Linked DNA regions of Mus musculus: all the other regions are linked to region 2. The links are chromatin contacts, called in public Hi-C and HiChIP or PLAC-seq maps. All regions are on one chromosome and are shown on one strand. Each heading gives the region's core, a stretch centred on a gene start, on an enhancer-like site or on the middle of the called end of the contact. The rest is flanking DNA. Distances are from core to core; before and after follow the strand shown.

The links. Hi-C and Micro-C count contacts between places; a contact is called where the count stands out from the background. HiChIP or PLAC-seq counts read pairs in DNA pulled down with a chosen protein or histone mark.
Region 1: a contact with region 2 is called in a BATF HiChIP or PLAC-seq map of CD8 T cells, with 9 read pairs. The contact joins two enhancer-like sites. A contact is called at or near these places in 1 of 15 datasets of contacts at CTCF or cohesin (CD8 T cells), 5 of 484 Hi-C or Micro-C datasets (ECoMG-derived neutrophils, the HPC-7 cell line, bone marrow-derived macrophages and 2 more), 5 of 115 datasets of contacts at active chromatin or transcription factors (CD8 T cells, the HPC-7 cell line, Th17 cells and 2 more) and 1 of 9 other capture datasets (embryonic stem cells).
Region 3: a contact with region 2 is called in a BATF HiChIP or PLAC-seq map of CD8 T cells, with 5 read pairs. The contact joins two enhancer-like sites. A contact is called at or near these places in 7 of 484 Hi-C or Micro-C datasets (B cells, the BV-2 cell line, LSK cells and 4 more), 3 of 115 datasets of contacts at active chromatin or transcription factors (CD8 T cells, bone marrow-derived dendritic cells and bone marrow-derived macrophages) and 1 of 9 other capture datasets (adipose tissue).
Region 4: a contact with region 2 is called in a Hi-C map of bone marrow-derived macrophages, with 59 read pairs. The contact joins two enhancer-like sites. A contact is called at or near these places in 1 of 15 datasets of contacts at CTCF or cohesin (the G1E-ER4 cell line), 22 of 484 Hi-C or Micro-C datasets (3T3-L1-derived adipocytes, B cells, the C10 cell line and 17 more) and 9 of 115 datasets of contacts at active chromatin or transcription factors (CD8 T cells, the HPC-7 cell line, Th17 cells and 6 more).

Annotation. Positions count from the first base shown.
Region 1 is chr2:102,979,464-102,982,690 of GRCm38.p6, reverse strand. No RefSeq gene overlaps it. Among named protein-coding and RNA genes, the nearest start is that of Gm34483, 40 kb to the right of the region's middle. Within about 2 kb of position 1,565, at least 69 of the 459 cell types and tissues checked have an H3K27ac peak or open chromatin away from gene starts, as enhancers often do. A contact at or near this core is called in CD8 T cells, bone marrow-derived macrophages and regulatory T cells, where this site is marked.
Region 2 is chr2:102,850,906-102,854,271 of GRCm38.p6, reverse strand. Cd44 (CD44 antigen) reads left to right here. Exons shown (of 9, transcript NM_001039151.1): 5 at 1,036-1,257. Among named protein-coding and RNA genes, the nearest start is that of Gm23731, 45 kb to the left of the region's middle. Within about 2 kb of position 1,976, at least 37 of the 459 cell types and tissues checked have an H3K27ac peak or open chromatin away from gene starts, as enhancers often do. A contact at or near this core is called in CD8 T cells, the HPC-7 cell line, bone marrow-derived macrophages and 1 more, where this site is marked.
Region 3 is chr2:102,692,127-102,695,592 of GRCm38.p6, reverse strand. The region is part of intron 1 of Slc1a2 (solute carrier family 1 (glial high affinity glutamate transporter), member 2); the gene reads right to left. Among named protein-coding and RNA genes, the nearest start is that of Slc1a2, 35 kb to the right of the region's middle. Within about 2 kb of position 1,817, at least 25 of the 459 cell types and tissues checked have an H3K27ac peak or open chromatin away from gene starts, as enhancers often do. A contact at or near this core is called in CD8 T cells, where this site is marked.
Region 4 is chr2:103,017,510-103,020,991 of GRCm38.p6, reverse strand. No RefSeq gene overlaps it. Among named protein-coding and RNA genes, the nearest start is that of Pdhx, 54 kb to the left of the region's middle. Within about 2 kb of position 1,706, at least 38 of the 459 cell types and tissues checked have an H3K27ac peak or open chromatin away from gene starts, as enhancers often do. A contact at or near this core is called in the HPC-7 cell line and bone marrow-derived macrophages, where this site is marked.

The DNA of each region.
Region 1 (3,227 bases), core at 316-2,815, 130 kb before region 2:
ATTTGATGGATTTGATGAGAGAAGGCATCCATCTATTCACATTTGGCATGATGTTTTGACTGTCTTTATGTCCTCTTCAACAAAGATATAAATTTTCCCTCTCCTTTTATACTACTCACATTTAAATCTCTTTTTGTTGCAGGGACTAAGAAAGGAGCAGAACTTCAGCTACCTGATGTAGACAAGGTCTCATCTCACCTTTCAGATGCATTTCTCCCCGCCTACGTGGTGAAAAGATGAAAATCATGGCACATACGCTGTCTGCTTTCAATGTCATTTCTCTAAGGAACTTGGGGTCTCAATTTAGTGGCAAAAGTATATTTTTTCTTGGCTGGCCAAAAGTTTAAGGCACAGAAAAGAACAGAGAGTATCTTTAACTTTGCTTTCTTCAGAGGATTTCAGGGTAAGAATTAGAAGGTCACTCTGTAAGCGTGGACAACAGCCTATGGCTAGAAAGGTTACAAATCCCAAGTGGCATATACTCCTGATGCTTTATTAAGTAGACATCTCATCCAATCATCTTCGAAATGTGTATGCTTATACCCATGTACCAATGCTGCTTTCAGCCAAAGCCAAAGAAGCTACTGCTGCCCCCAGTGGACAGCAGTTAGTTCAGAGACTCATAACTGGACAAAGTGCTGAGAATAAGTAACTGTTCAGCATCAAAGAGTTGTAAGAGCTGGAGGATGAAGGAGACTACAATAAAGCAGTCTTCTGGGTGTGGCATGACCATGGTACATCATGAGCATCCCACAGTATGACTCCCTACCTCCCCGAGACCTGCACAAAGATGAGCAAGTAGGGAAATGAGTAGTTGGGAAGATACAGATCAGCTGGAGTGGTAAAGAGATATGAGAGAATAGTGTGTGTTGGGGGATGAGGGGTGGAATACAACCACACTGCATTGTATGCATGCTATATACATATATAAAATTCTCAAGTTAAAAAATAAGAGAGTGTTTGGAAGACAAGAAGGGATTTCCCAGAAAGAGCTGTTTGCATACATGGTGGCCCAGACTGACTGAGATCTGCATAGAGACAAGGGCGCAATAGCAGTGTTTTGGAAACTGTGGTAGGAAGGAGGCAGTGAGTCAGGGTTTACTGCCCTCAGAAAAAGATATTGCTCACAGGGAGGCTTCGGACGAAGTCTGTACATGCATGTGGGGTGGGGTTGGAAAGACAGATTGGCCTATGGGAACTTCGAAGAAGAAAGTCGGGGAGAGAGAGATGTGAGTGAAGGAAAGGTGGGGAAACCCACTGGGGAAATGATCCCAAAGAGGGTCTTTCAGGGCAGGAAAAGCTGTCAAAACAGAAGAAGAGCTCCTGTGTCCACTGAGAGCAAAGGGACATTTACCAGCTGTGTGGAAAGCCCATGGGTGTTCATCTTGTGTTGTCATGTTTCCAATTTTCATTTCTTTTTTCTTTTTCTTTTTAACCCATCAACACATGTGAAATGGTTGTGGTTCAGAGCAGTGCTGTTTTGGTAACTTTAGGGTATACTTACTGTCCGAGTTTAGGGCTAAACCAAACATAGCATACCTGGAAACTCTTCTTTATTTATCAGCAACCAGAATAGAAGCTGAGTCACAGGATGACACCAACACATCTGGTTTCTGTCTCATTCTTCCTTATTTCCTGGGTGTTGGCAATCTTCACTTTTGCTTGTTCCAAACTTGAAACACCCCATCTCAATAACCACTCATCCTGCCCGAGACTGATGCTCTCAGAGAGGGCCCTCACTGGTTCTTCTCCCAGTGGTCTTGTTGGCATCACTGAGATACACAGCCTTTCCACAAATAGCTGTGAACAAGTGTCCTGGTTAATTTCAAACACTGGCAGGTAATTGGTATTTAGCTTAGAAATCTCACCTATGCCTAAGCTAGATTTACTTGTGTTTAGAGGAGAGCAGAGAAAGAACCCATGTGTTTAGAGAAAGGCCTTTATCATCTCTCTTCCCAGGTTTGTAATTGACTATGACCCATTCACTGTATCCCCATGACCCATCCCTACTTCAGAGGAAGAAATAGGTGAGGATAGGGATATCAGCATCTTAGAGGCTCTGGAGCTGAAAAAATGTGCTGACATGGATTCATAATGTACAAGATGGGAAATAATTCCTTCATTTACTGAACTCCTTGCTATCACAAGAAAGGCTATGAGAATCCACCAGAGGTGGAGTGACCTTTTGACAAAGAATAAAATTAATTAAAATATCAAAATAATCCTCTCATCTATCTGTCTCTATATTGAGTTGCTTTCCTAGATGCATAAACTCTTGTGAGGTTCTTAGTCACATCCAGATATGAACTGTGTTTACCTGTTCATCTGTTCTCACCAAAGAGCCTTTCTTTGGTGTCGTTTTATATAAACTTCAGATGTAGAAGGCAAACAAGAAAGGCTGGATGCAGGGGTAGGGCTGGGTACAGGGGTAAGGTTGGGTGCAGGGTAGGGCTGGGTGCAGGGGTAGGGCTGGGTACAGGGGTAAGTTTGGGTTGCAGGGGTAGGGCTGGGTGCAGGGGTAAGGTTGGGTGCAGGGTAGGGCTGGGTGCAGGGGTAGGGCTGGGTACAGGGGTAAGTTTGGGTTGCAGGGGTAGGGCTGGGTGCAGGGGTAGATTGGGTGCAGGGTAGGGCTGGGTGCAGAGGTAGGGCTGCACTGGCCCTCTGTGTTTCCTTTCATTTGTTCTCTCCTCTGTCTGGAAACCACTGTGCTGGCTTCCCAGCACATCTTTGGAGAGTACTGACTCAGTGTTTGAAGTCAGAAAATAGGATATGGCCTCGTTCTTAGATTAGATTCCTCAGACAGCTCTCACTAACTTGACCCATCCCAGCCTCTTATATGTGCCTTGTGTTAACATATTCTCATTTTCTAGGCTAAGAGAAGGGGCTCCAGCAGCTCAGGTGTGACTTGGGATAGCCCACAGAGCTCCATGCCCTCTACTACTTCACTCTTCTCTGAACAATTTGCCCTCTGCACCCTGCAGTGAGTCATCAACACTCAAGACTACATAGTATAGATCACAGATTGTAGCCAGACTCCTGCAGCAAGCGCTTCTCTGATCTTATTTCAGATGTGCTCTTAGCAGGACATTCTGCTCAAACTGAACACAGTCCCATAGCCTGGGAGCCCCTTGCCCATCAGCCCATCAGCCAGTACAATTATGTTCCCATCTGATTACCATCTTCTCTCTGGACCAGTGATAGCCTATTTCCCAAGGAAGCTTCCCACT
Region 2 (3,366 bases), core at 727-3,226:
CTCACAAACATTAAGTAAATATTCTTTAAATGATAAGACAATTTAAATTGCCTTGGCTAGATGTTCAGAGTAACTGAGACGTTGACATTTTTCCAACTGAAAGTTTCATTTAAGCTAGGTAAGTGAAACAAAGGATCCTTGGTACCACACATGCAATTCAGCAGGAAACAGTTTCCAGCAAAGTACACATAAGTAGCTGTGTGCAGCAAATGGCTGAGGATCAAGGCAGAAAATGTGTTTTAAGGATGGATAATGAATTTGATTTCATTTTTACTTTTTCTCCTCTGGTTCATTCTGGTCACTTTCTTATTAAACTAAAGATTCTTATTAAACTATATATATATATATATATATATATATATATTTGCTAATTTTAAGGTTGAATTCCCCTGAGGATGGTTGAAGCTCTGTCAATATTTAGACAAACCAGTTTTCTAGCCAGAAATTGGGGTTTGATTAAACTGACAAAAGTTACCTTTTAAAAAGAATCTTTCTAAAGGATTGCAAATATATGCCTTTTTTTGTGGAGGCTATGTGACTACTATTTCAAATCCTTCCTGGGTTGGGATGGAATCAAGAGTAACAAAATGTACACATATTTCAGGGACGATATAGGGTGGGAGAAGCATCACTTATTGAGCCTCTTCTTATTTTGACCACTTACTATGTTGAGTGCTAATGACAGTGAATCATGTGCAGCGCATGACAACCCCATCCAGAAGGCTGGACCATTCCTTTACTAAGGAAGAAACTGAAGCTCACAGGCTTACCTTGTCTAAAGCTATTCGAAACTCAGATTTAAATGTGGGGACTTCCCAGTACTTCAACTTTCTCCTCATTTCTAGAGTATGTGGGTGAAGGGGGTGGACTATTTCAACATCTCACACACTCTATATGAGCATTAGACAGACAGATTTCTTTTTAAAGCAAAAAGAAAGTAGCTTTAATGTCATGTTATAGGACAATCCATTATCTTTCCTATACTCAAGATATATCAGCTATGAATTTCTAAAGGTGTGTCTGTATCTCCTTCAGCTATTGTCAACCGTGATGGTACTCGCTACAGCAAGAAGGGCGAGTATAGAACACACCAAGAAGACATCGATGCTTCAAACATTATAGATGACGATGTCAGCAGCGGCTCCACCATCGAGAAGAGCACCCCAGAAAGCTACATTTTGCACACCTACCTTCCTACTGAACAGCCTACTGGAGATCAGGATGACTCCTTCTTTATCCGGAGCACCTTGGCCACCAGTAAGGAGAATGGCATCCTGGGTTTTCCTCTAGCAGTTCTTTGACAGAATGCCAACGGCCTTCCTGAGTAACGCACACCCCAGGGTCTGTTTTCTGCCATCTCTAGACATCTAGCTGTGGGTGAGATCATTTAGGGAGTCCAGCTCTTGTTCCTGTCAGTGTTCCTGGTCATTGTGCCATGGCTTCTACTCCCCTTCAGATCCCCACCATCTTCACCTCTGAACCTCTTACCTTGGGATAAGGAATGCCATATTGGCAGGGTTTCCTCAGGAAGGTGCCGATTTTCTCTTGCTCCTAAGGATTTAACAGTGCCTCCGACCTGTTACAGAAATAATTTGTGGTGTTGCTTGTTTTATTCTTGTCATTTGCCATTTTCTTTAAGAGAAAACTGTTCTCTTAAAGTCAGGACTGTAGAGTGTATGCTCCATCAGTGCCTTAAAGGATCCATTCTTAGGATTCTGATTGTGTAATATCCATATTCTTAACCCTAATTTTCAAACCATGCTCCCCCCCCCCCCCCCGCCAAAGGAAGCAAGAGTGAGGGGTTTTCTGATCACCTTCTGTTGCTGTAGAGTTCTGGATTGCAGTTTGTGGGGGAAGACCCTAATGCAAGAGCATTAGGTATCTGTGGGCAATGGCAGGGGAGGCAGCCCATGCAGCATTGAGTGGCTGCAGGTTTGTGCAGATGAGCTCTGTTAGGAAGGTGCTCAGAGATTTTTATCTCCTCCACTTCCCTCTCTGCACTTCCTCTATGGTTTGTTTTAGAATGAGGTTTTAGATGGCCGGGCTCCTTCTGTGGAGAATTATTCACACCCAAAAAGGGCAGCTAAGCCTTCACTGAGCCTCCTAGTATGGTGTGGATTTTCACATTTCCTGGCTGAAACTCAGAGGGGTGGAACTCTGGCTTTTTCACCGTTTGGCAGGAACGTACTGGCTTGGGAATATACAAGATAGGGCCCTTGTCACCCAGAAGCCAGGAAGCCTCCATAGCACTCTGAAGCAAGCTGAACTCACTTAACAGTGTTTTAGATTTCTGTTATCAGGTTGCTGAGTGAGGGGGAAGGCTGATATGAACGGGTGCAGGATTCCAGTCATTCTCAGGAAATTGTTTGAAGCCTTTCCAAAAAATAAAAAAGAATCCCCCATCAGATTCCGGGGGTTCGGGGATAGCTCAATGGGTAAAGTGCTTGCCAGGCAAGCACATGAGGACCAGAGTTTTTTGATCTTCAGCATCTACATAAAAAGTTGAGCATGACAGTGTGCATCTGCACTCCTAATACTAGACAGAGACGGGGAAAACCTGGAGCTCACTGGCTAGCCAGCCCGGGCAAGTCAGTGAGCTCTAGCTTCAGTGAGGGTTCCTAGCTCAAAAACTAAGGTGGACAGCAAGCAGGATAACATCTTGATGTCAACCCCTGGCCTCTGCACATGCCTAAGTACACGGACTCCATCTATCCACATGAGGCAACGCTCACAAGCTTCTCACGCCCTCCCAGGTCACTTCCTCTCTGATGGTTTGTCACCTTGTTGTCTGTAGTGTCCTGGGAAATACCTCTCCACAGAGACCTCTGCAGAGCAGGCAGGTGACATTGCGAGCTATGTGCACCTACTTGGGTCCCCTGTCCTTTTGATGCAACCGTGTCTGACGTGCTTCTCATTGGAATGTGCAGTTTTGACAGATGTTGGCAAATACAGTAATTAGTGGTCTGATAAGGAAGCAGAACAGGTCTAACCTAAAGTCCTATTTCCCACCCCAAAAGAACATCCTCGAACAAAATCTGTCATGTGGAGATTGAATACAGCTGGAGTCCCAACCTGTGTGGGGTGGGAGTTTCACATGTACTTGAAGAGGGGTAATTGGCCAAATATATTAGCATCCTTAACCCATTCCCTAAGCACTGCTCCTTCCCCATCCAATCTGGCCAGTCAGTGAATCCATCTTAAGGTGCTAATTTTGTACCAGATCCATTCTAATACTCAGAGTCTCAGGGTTGAGCATGGCAGCACGCATCTGTATCCTAGTAACAAGGGTAATGGAGACTGGAGGTATCCTGCAGCTTGCTGCCTAACCAATTTAGCCAAATTCAGGTGCAGTGAGAGATCCTAGCT
Region 3 (3,466 bases), core at 568-3,067, 160 kb after region 2:
TCCTCCTCTTTTTCATGGAAACTGAGAACAATCATCACAAAATTAAAATGTTTCTAATGCACTGGAGCGAGGGCAAGAGGAATAGAATGGACCTTTGACCTTTAACTGAATTTCTCAAATGGATTCAATCTCAGGCCTCATAGTTAAGGCTCCGAAAAGCAGTAAGATCGAAAGAACATACAGCCCATGACTGTTTTCAGTTAAATTCTATGAAAAGTCAAGTCTATAAGGATGTAGTTAAAGTTGGAAAGAGTACTCAGCCCACATAGCCAACTTAACTGGGAGAAAGAGAACTTGAAGAGTGAATCTGAAACCAACTGTCTGTGGATTAAATTCACTAAAATGTATGCCACACAGAAAAGTAACCTGGCACACAAGAAGTGCTTTGTAAAGAGTAGACCTTTTGCTGTTGCTATCACTGTTATTAGGAGGCTGTTCTGACTCAAAACCTCTAAATACTTTGCCACATTTAGACAATGCAGATTAAATAGACAATATACTGCTTCTTTTCTTTCTTTGTTTTTTCAGTCATAAACCTCTAAGAAAGCAAACTCCCAGAGCCAGGCACCCCTGCCTCTGCCACACTCCCTGGGAGCGACCACCTAGCAATCTGGGAGCTCAGATGACTTCACTTGAGGCTTGAGAAGATGCCAAAGGCTCTCCGTGAGAGCCAGCCCAGAGAGACAGACATTCGATCGAGTTTTTCCAATGAGAAGCATATGTCCAGGGTACACACACACACACACACACACACACACATGTATGGAAAGAAACAATGTGAAGTACATTTTGTCCCAAGAACTGATTCATACTTATCCTTTGAGGACTAACTTTTTCACTTAAATCCCAGGCCAATGGAAAGATGGTTCTGAGAACAACTTCTGGGCAATCGATCATCCGAGTGGCAGTTGCCAGTGGGAAACATAAAAGTTGGGACAAGTCCAGGTGTCCACGGAATTGTTTAAATAAAATTGTTAAGACCAAAGGGCCATTGATCGCCTCTGTTTTTCCTTTCTATGACCATCTCTCTAGAAACATCAAGTCAGTCCCACTCAATCAGCCAACACCGTGGCCTGCATGTTCTCGCTAAGTAGGGTTCATTATATTGTTAAATAGGCACAAGATGATTCCAAACAGTGTATGAAAGGTCAGATCTGCTATGAGTCACATATTTCCATAACCTGTCTAAGCATATCATGTAATCCCTTGGCTAGCTTTTGAAAACCCCAAGAGCTCACTGGCATGATAAGACAACCCAGTTAGCAAGCAAGCAGGCTCTCTACTATAGCTGTTCAACATAAGATGCCAATACTCTTGACCTCTTCAGACACAGAAGAGAGGCGCACACTTGAATTAAGATGACCCTGGCTCTCTGTATGGTTCAACTCCACCTAAAGGTTCCACAGAAAGGCTCTGGAATTTTCCTTGGTTCTTGAGGCATAGCTTTGGCCCTGATCAGCATGCACACTAACCTTCTCTGAATGCTGTGCTCCTTGGGCCTCTTCATGGACACATTCGGGAGGCTTAAGTCTAGGTGACCTCTTGGTTAAGGAGTTTTAGTTTAAATCCCAGCTAATCTGCGCTGCTGCGGGGACTGCTCTGATCTCTTGACACATCTTAGTTCAAGTCTACAGAGAACAGCAAAGTCAGTGCAAACAAAAAAGTGTTATCAGGTTCCCCCATTTCCTCTCCTCCACACAGTTCTCCTCCACCAGCAGCCCCCTCGTCTCCTCTATCAACAGAGTCCTAGCAGAGCCAGTGCCTCTCCCTGCAGAGCCAGGGCTAAGGCGGCTTAGTGGCTGAGAGTCCATCCCAGGTGGGCACGCCCTGCTTGTTTGCAGTGCTCTGGGTATTTTTAGCATCTGTCTATAGGGAAAAGGCTAAGCCACACCGCGTGGCTGTTATGCTACTAATGACACCCTGAGCTCCAAGAAGCAGCAGTCACGGCAAATACTGACGCTTCAGGTGCAAGAAAACAACACTTCACTGAAAAATCACACCCTTGTGGGGGTGGGGGAAAGAAAAGTTCATGAATTAAGCTTCCACGAGGTATTACATAGCTCTGGTATAAGTTACCTAACTGTGGGAATTTCTGAGTAGTAGTTACATGTATTCCTCCTCTTTCTCTCTTTTGTTTTCTTTCCATTCCTTTCCTTCTGCTTCCCTTCCCTATTGTCTTCTCAGCATCTCTTTGGAGAACCACCCATCTCTACACGCTCCATGAAAGTACAAACAATAATCCATATTTAGCCAATCGGAGTGAACGTTTCCTCACTGGTTACACCAGGAATGAATGGAACTGGAGTTCACCCAACTAGAATCTTCCCTGGGGGCCTTTCTGGATCGTCAGAAAAAAAAAAGAGGCAGTTTTCATTGCTGTAATTATTAACTATGAAGGCACCGTATGCCTTGAGCTTGACCCATCATTGCCTGGAACAAAGATAACTCAGAACCAAGCTCAGCTAAGAGACTGAGTAACAGATTGGCCCCCCAGTCCTGCTGCATCTAAATCCCTGGAATTCCTGAACACCTCAGTGAGACTCAGTTACATCAGCCAGTAAGACTCCTTCCTCTTTCCCTTTGGCGTGGCACCAAGAATACTTGAAGAAATCTGGATATAGGGCTGTCGTTAAATGTTTTAATTTTTAAAAACTTTAAAGCAGAGAGACAATAAGTAACCCACAAATCTGTCCACTGATTTCCACTGTGCTGGTTCAGAGGCACCCAGATTGCCTTTCTCTCCTACAGAAAGTGGGAGACCATAAGCTCCCTTTGGCACTTCCAGAAAATAACAGGCTCCACGGCACCATTTCATTGGCTGCCTTTCCAAGAAAAGCTATGTATCCCTGGTGGCCTTCAGGAGCTGCACACAGAGGGTGAGAATGGGATTTTGCACACAGACCCTTCAGGGAGGGGAGATGGCTATGATGATGAGCAGAACAATATGACAGATGACAGTGGCCTGCACGCATCCTCCAACCGACTCACATTCTCTTAAGGTTAAATGCTCACCACAATGGGCCCATTTGATGGGTGGAGACAGTGCATTAGCCAACATGCCCAAGACTGCACAGCAAGTGGGATGTGAACCAGACTTAAAAGGAAAACATTTGTGCCACAGAGGATGTGTTCAGCCACCGGGTTGACCTTTCTATGGATTCACCTGCTCGTTGTGGCCCTGAGCAACCTTGAAAGTTTTCACCACAACAGAGAGTCAACTTCTCATGAAAAATGTACCTACTATTTGTGAAAGTACAAATCATGCCTTCACATTTATCCTAAAACATAGACACCTACGATTCTGTTTCAAACATTTGAGATATCTATTTCCTGTGATACAGTACTGAGAGGAACTTAACAGGTTTGGTACAGGGGATTGAATTCAAGCACTCTTCCACCCAGCTATATCCCCAGTCCTTAAATATTCCCTCTGAACCTTAGCCTTCCATCTAACTCAGCTTTGACT
Region 4 (3,482 bases), core at 457-2,956, 170 kb before region 2:
TAAGGCAGGGTTCCCATGAGTTCAAGACTAGCCAGAGCTACAGAGTGAGATCCTGTTTCACAAGAGAGGAGACCTAGGAAGGAGAACAGATGGGAAGTAGTGCTCATCTACTCCATCAGCTGAGCCAAATTGTCCCTCATTATCAGTAACATTAGAACTGCTTCTTTCTGTTGGCAGCTCTGGCAAGATAACGATATTTAAATGAGATGGTAATGAATGGTAATTTAATTCACCAGTTGCAGAAAGTTTCTCCTTAGTGTCAGTTGACATAAATCACCAGAAAAAAGACTCCATGGTACAAGTTGTATTGAGTATGACATGATGAACTATAGCCCTAACAAAGGAGCCTTCAGAAATAATTAGTGCCCCAGTATATCTCTTGTTAAGAAAAATATTTAATTCAGTTATTCGGTTTTAACAAGCCATTTTAAAATGGACTCTTCAAACTTTTGTCAGATTAACTTAAAATTATTACCAAGCACCGTTTTCAAAATAGCTTTTACACTTGCACTACTTTCAAGTTCAGTGTGGCTGAAATGTTTTTAATACTGTGTGAGTGTGTGTTGTGTGGATGTGGATATAGACACATGTTCCCAGGTGTGTAAGGCAGAAAACAACCTTGGATTCTTGCTTTCCACCTTGTTTGATGTATGATCTCTTGCTCACTGCTGTGTACACCAGGCTAGCTCCTGGTAATTGTCTTGTCTCTGCCTCCATCTGCCTGTAAGAACAGGTAGGGTCATGGTGTCTGTCTTTCAGGGTGTTAGGTTTGCATGACGAGTGCTTTTACCCACTGAACCCTCTCCTCAGCCCCCTTTTCTAATTTTGACATCTGAGGACTTGAACATGAGACAGCCATAAGTAGCTCTTTGCTTGCGCTCTGTCTTCTGTGGGCCGGTATCACTAGCAATAATGCCTCCATTTCCTGTAGCTACAAAGGAGGTTGGTCCCCATCCAGCTTGGACAGAGGCACTGTTTATCTGAAGCCATTTATTTCAGTTCGTGGGCAACACAAACCTAGTTGCCTCCCTCTCATGGTTTCTGTGATAGTTAATAAGCAGTGTAGAAGCTTTCCCCGTTTGATCAAAAATAATTCCTCTAGCATCTCTAGCAATTAGATTCCTGTAAGCAAATTGTCATTTATGGAAATAATCCTATTGCAGCATGAGGTCAAGGAATGATCTTGATTTGAAGGAGTGTGGATACATGGTGTGAGCCATGTGTGCATCAGCAAGACTGTCCACCACCACACTCTGTTTATAACAGGCAAATATACTGAGACAAGGAAAACAACCTAAGCATGAATTATGAGGGAAAAGCATCATTCATCTTAGTGTTTAACCATTAGTCATGGAAGTATTAATGAACAGTTACCTCTGTTAGTCAGAATGGGCTGGTTTCTTTAACTACACTTCCTACTTAGTAGCTAAAAATGAGTTTGTCCACTATTTTCTGTCACATTAAAAATGTCTGGGTGCTGCTGACCAGACTTGAATGAAACATTGCCAAGTAATTTATAAATACTGTTAAGAGTGTTCACATAATATCGAATGGAACTTTTTCTTTTTCTTTTGTTTTTTACTTATTTGCACTCTGAACCTACCTTTACCAGTAATTGTTTAAGCAAAACATAAGTTCTGGAAAAGAAGCCTTGTTTCCCTACTTTGAAAGGTAGGTGGTGCTATGAGTTAATATATTGTCATCCAAATAGAGAAACTGCATGGCTTTCGGTCTCAGCTTTCAAAGACATTCTGTTCTCATGACAAGGTTGTGTCATGATGGACGCGGGCTCCCTTCGCAAAGTGAAGAAATGAACTTATGCAGATTAAAAATTACACTTGAAACAAGTGCTATGAATGGGAAGCACTGGATTTTTAGAAGGGAGTAACAATACAGAAAGACTTTAAAATTAATCTGGCCATGATTCCAAGTGGGTTACAACAAAGGATGTGGGGCAGCAGGAAACAGCTGCAGGGTTTATACTAACTGAAGTATGACTGACTCTGGATCGCCATTACCTCAGGGCTTTTAATGAAGAAGGACAAGGAAGTGTGTCCTCCATGCCAGGCTGCTGTATGTGTGTTGTGAATGCAAGGTAGGCGTGTGCTTTCGAGACAGCGCCATAAGATGAGTGGAATTCCCTCCAGGACAGTTTCTGGAGGCTCACTATTGCCACTTGAAGAGGAGTGAGGTGCTTATATGTGATACAGCAAGTAGCATGGTTTCAGGACACATCTAAACTTGTAAATAAAAGAGTGATCGTCTCATAAAGACATTTTGAATAGTTCTGCATGGTTATTTGCCTTTCTGGCATCTGCATTGGTTTTGGAAGGAGGCAATTGGAACAAAGTAGTTTATCTTCTAAGTTATAGAACAATGAGGAGCCTCTTTAATTAAAAATAGTTTAGATAAACATATTTGGTGCCCACAGAGGCCAGAAAAGGCCATTGGATTGCCTGGAACTGGAGTTTCGGGCACTTGTGAGCAGCCATGTGAGTGCTGAGAACTGATCTTGGGACCTTTGCAAGAGCAGCTAACCACTGAACCATTTCTTAAGCACCCTTAATTGAAATTTGCTAAAGTCGTTTGCAGATGAACTTTGGAAAGTTACTGTTAGTTTGTGTCTTTGATCATATAGTTTATTTTCACAAATTAGAAGTCACTTCCCTGATTTTCCAACTCTGAGCCACCTTTTTCTTTCTGAGAAAGTGAGTATTGTCAATGCTCCTTGATTTAAACTATACCACCAAGGACATAAGTTTAAGGGAAATATAGGTTTCTGTTAAAAGTTGAGAGAACATTAGGACGATCAGTCAAGATTTTCTCATCTAAATGTATTTAAATTTTTTTCTTTATGAGATTCATAGTTATTCTTGTCACAGACAAGTAGATCTTTAAAGATTTGTCTGTTGTGGCCAAATGAGATACACATTAGTCAAGCCTTTATAAAGCATAAACTGGACACAAGGTTAAGTTTTTATGTGTATGTTACACTTAAACTTTGTATAGGGTCTCAATGTATGTAGCCCTGGTTATCCAGGAACTCCCTTTGTAGACCAGGCAGACCTCAAACTCAGATCTACCTACCTCTGCCTCCCTAGTGCTGGGATTAAAGGTGTGCACCACCACCTCTTGGCCCCACTTACTTTCTATCCGTGGCCCCTCAGTCCGCTTGGCAGAGAATACTACTTATCAGGAAGCTACAGGATAGAGCTTGGTAGATGATCACCCCTCCCAGTGCCTTAGCTTCTGCTCTGTGGGAACATCCTTTTCTAAGAATTCATTTAATCTGCATGCTTGCTCATCAGGAGGAGTATTTTCTGCCTAGTGTCAGCCTAGTTTAAAATTACTAGGCTTTTGGCAGTAAGCTTATCCTGTGTCTTAATAATTCTTATCTATGGAGGAGGGGAAAGATCCTCTGTGTGGCAACTGCTTATCTTACATCATCTCTTCAGTTCTGTGTGGGAGGTGTATCTTGCTTT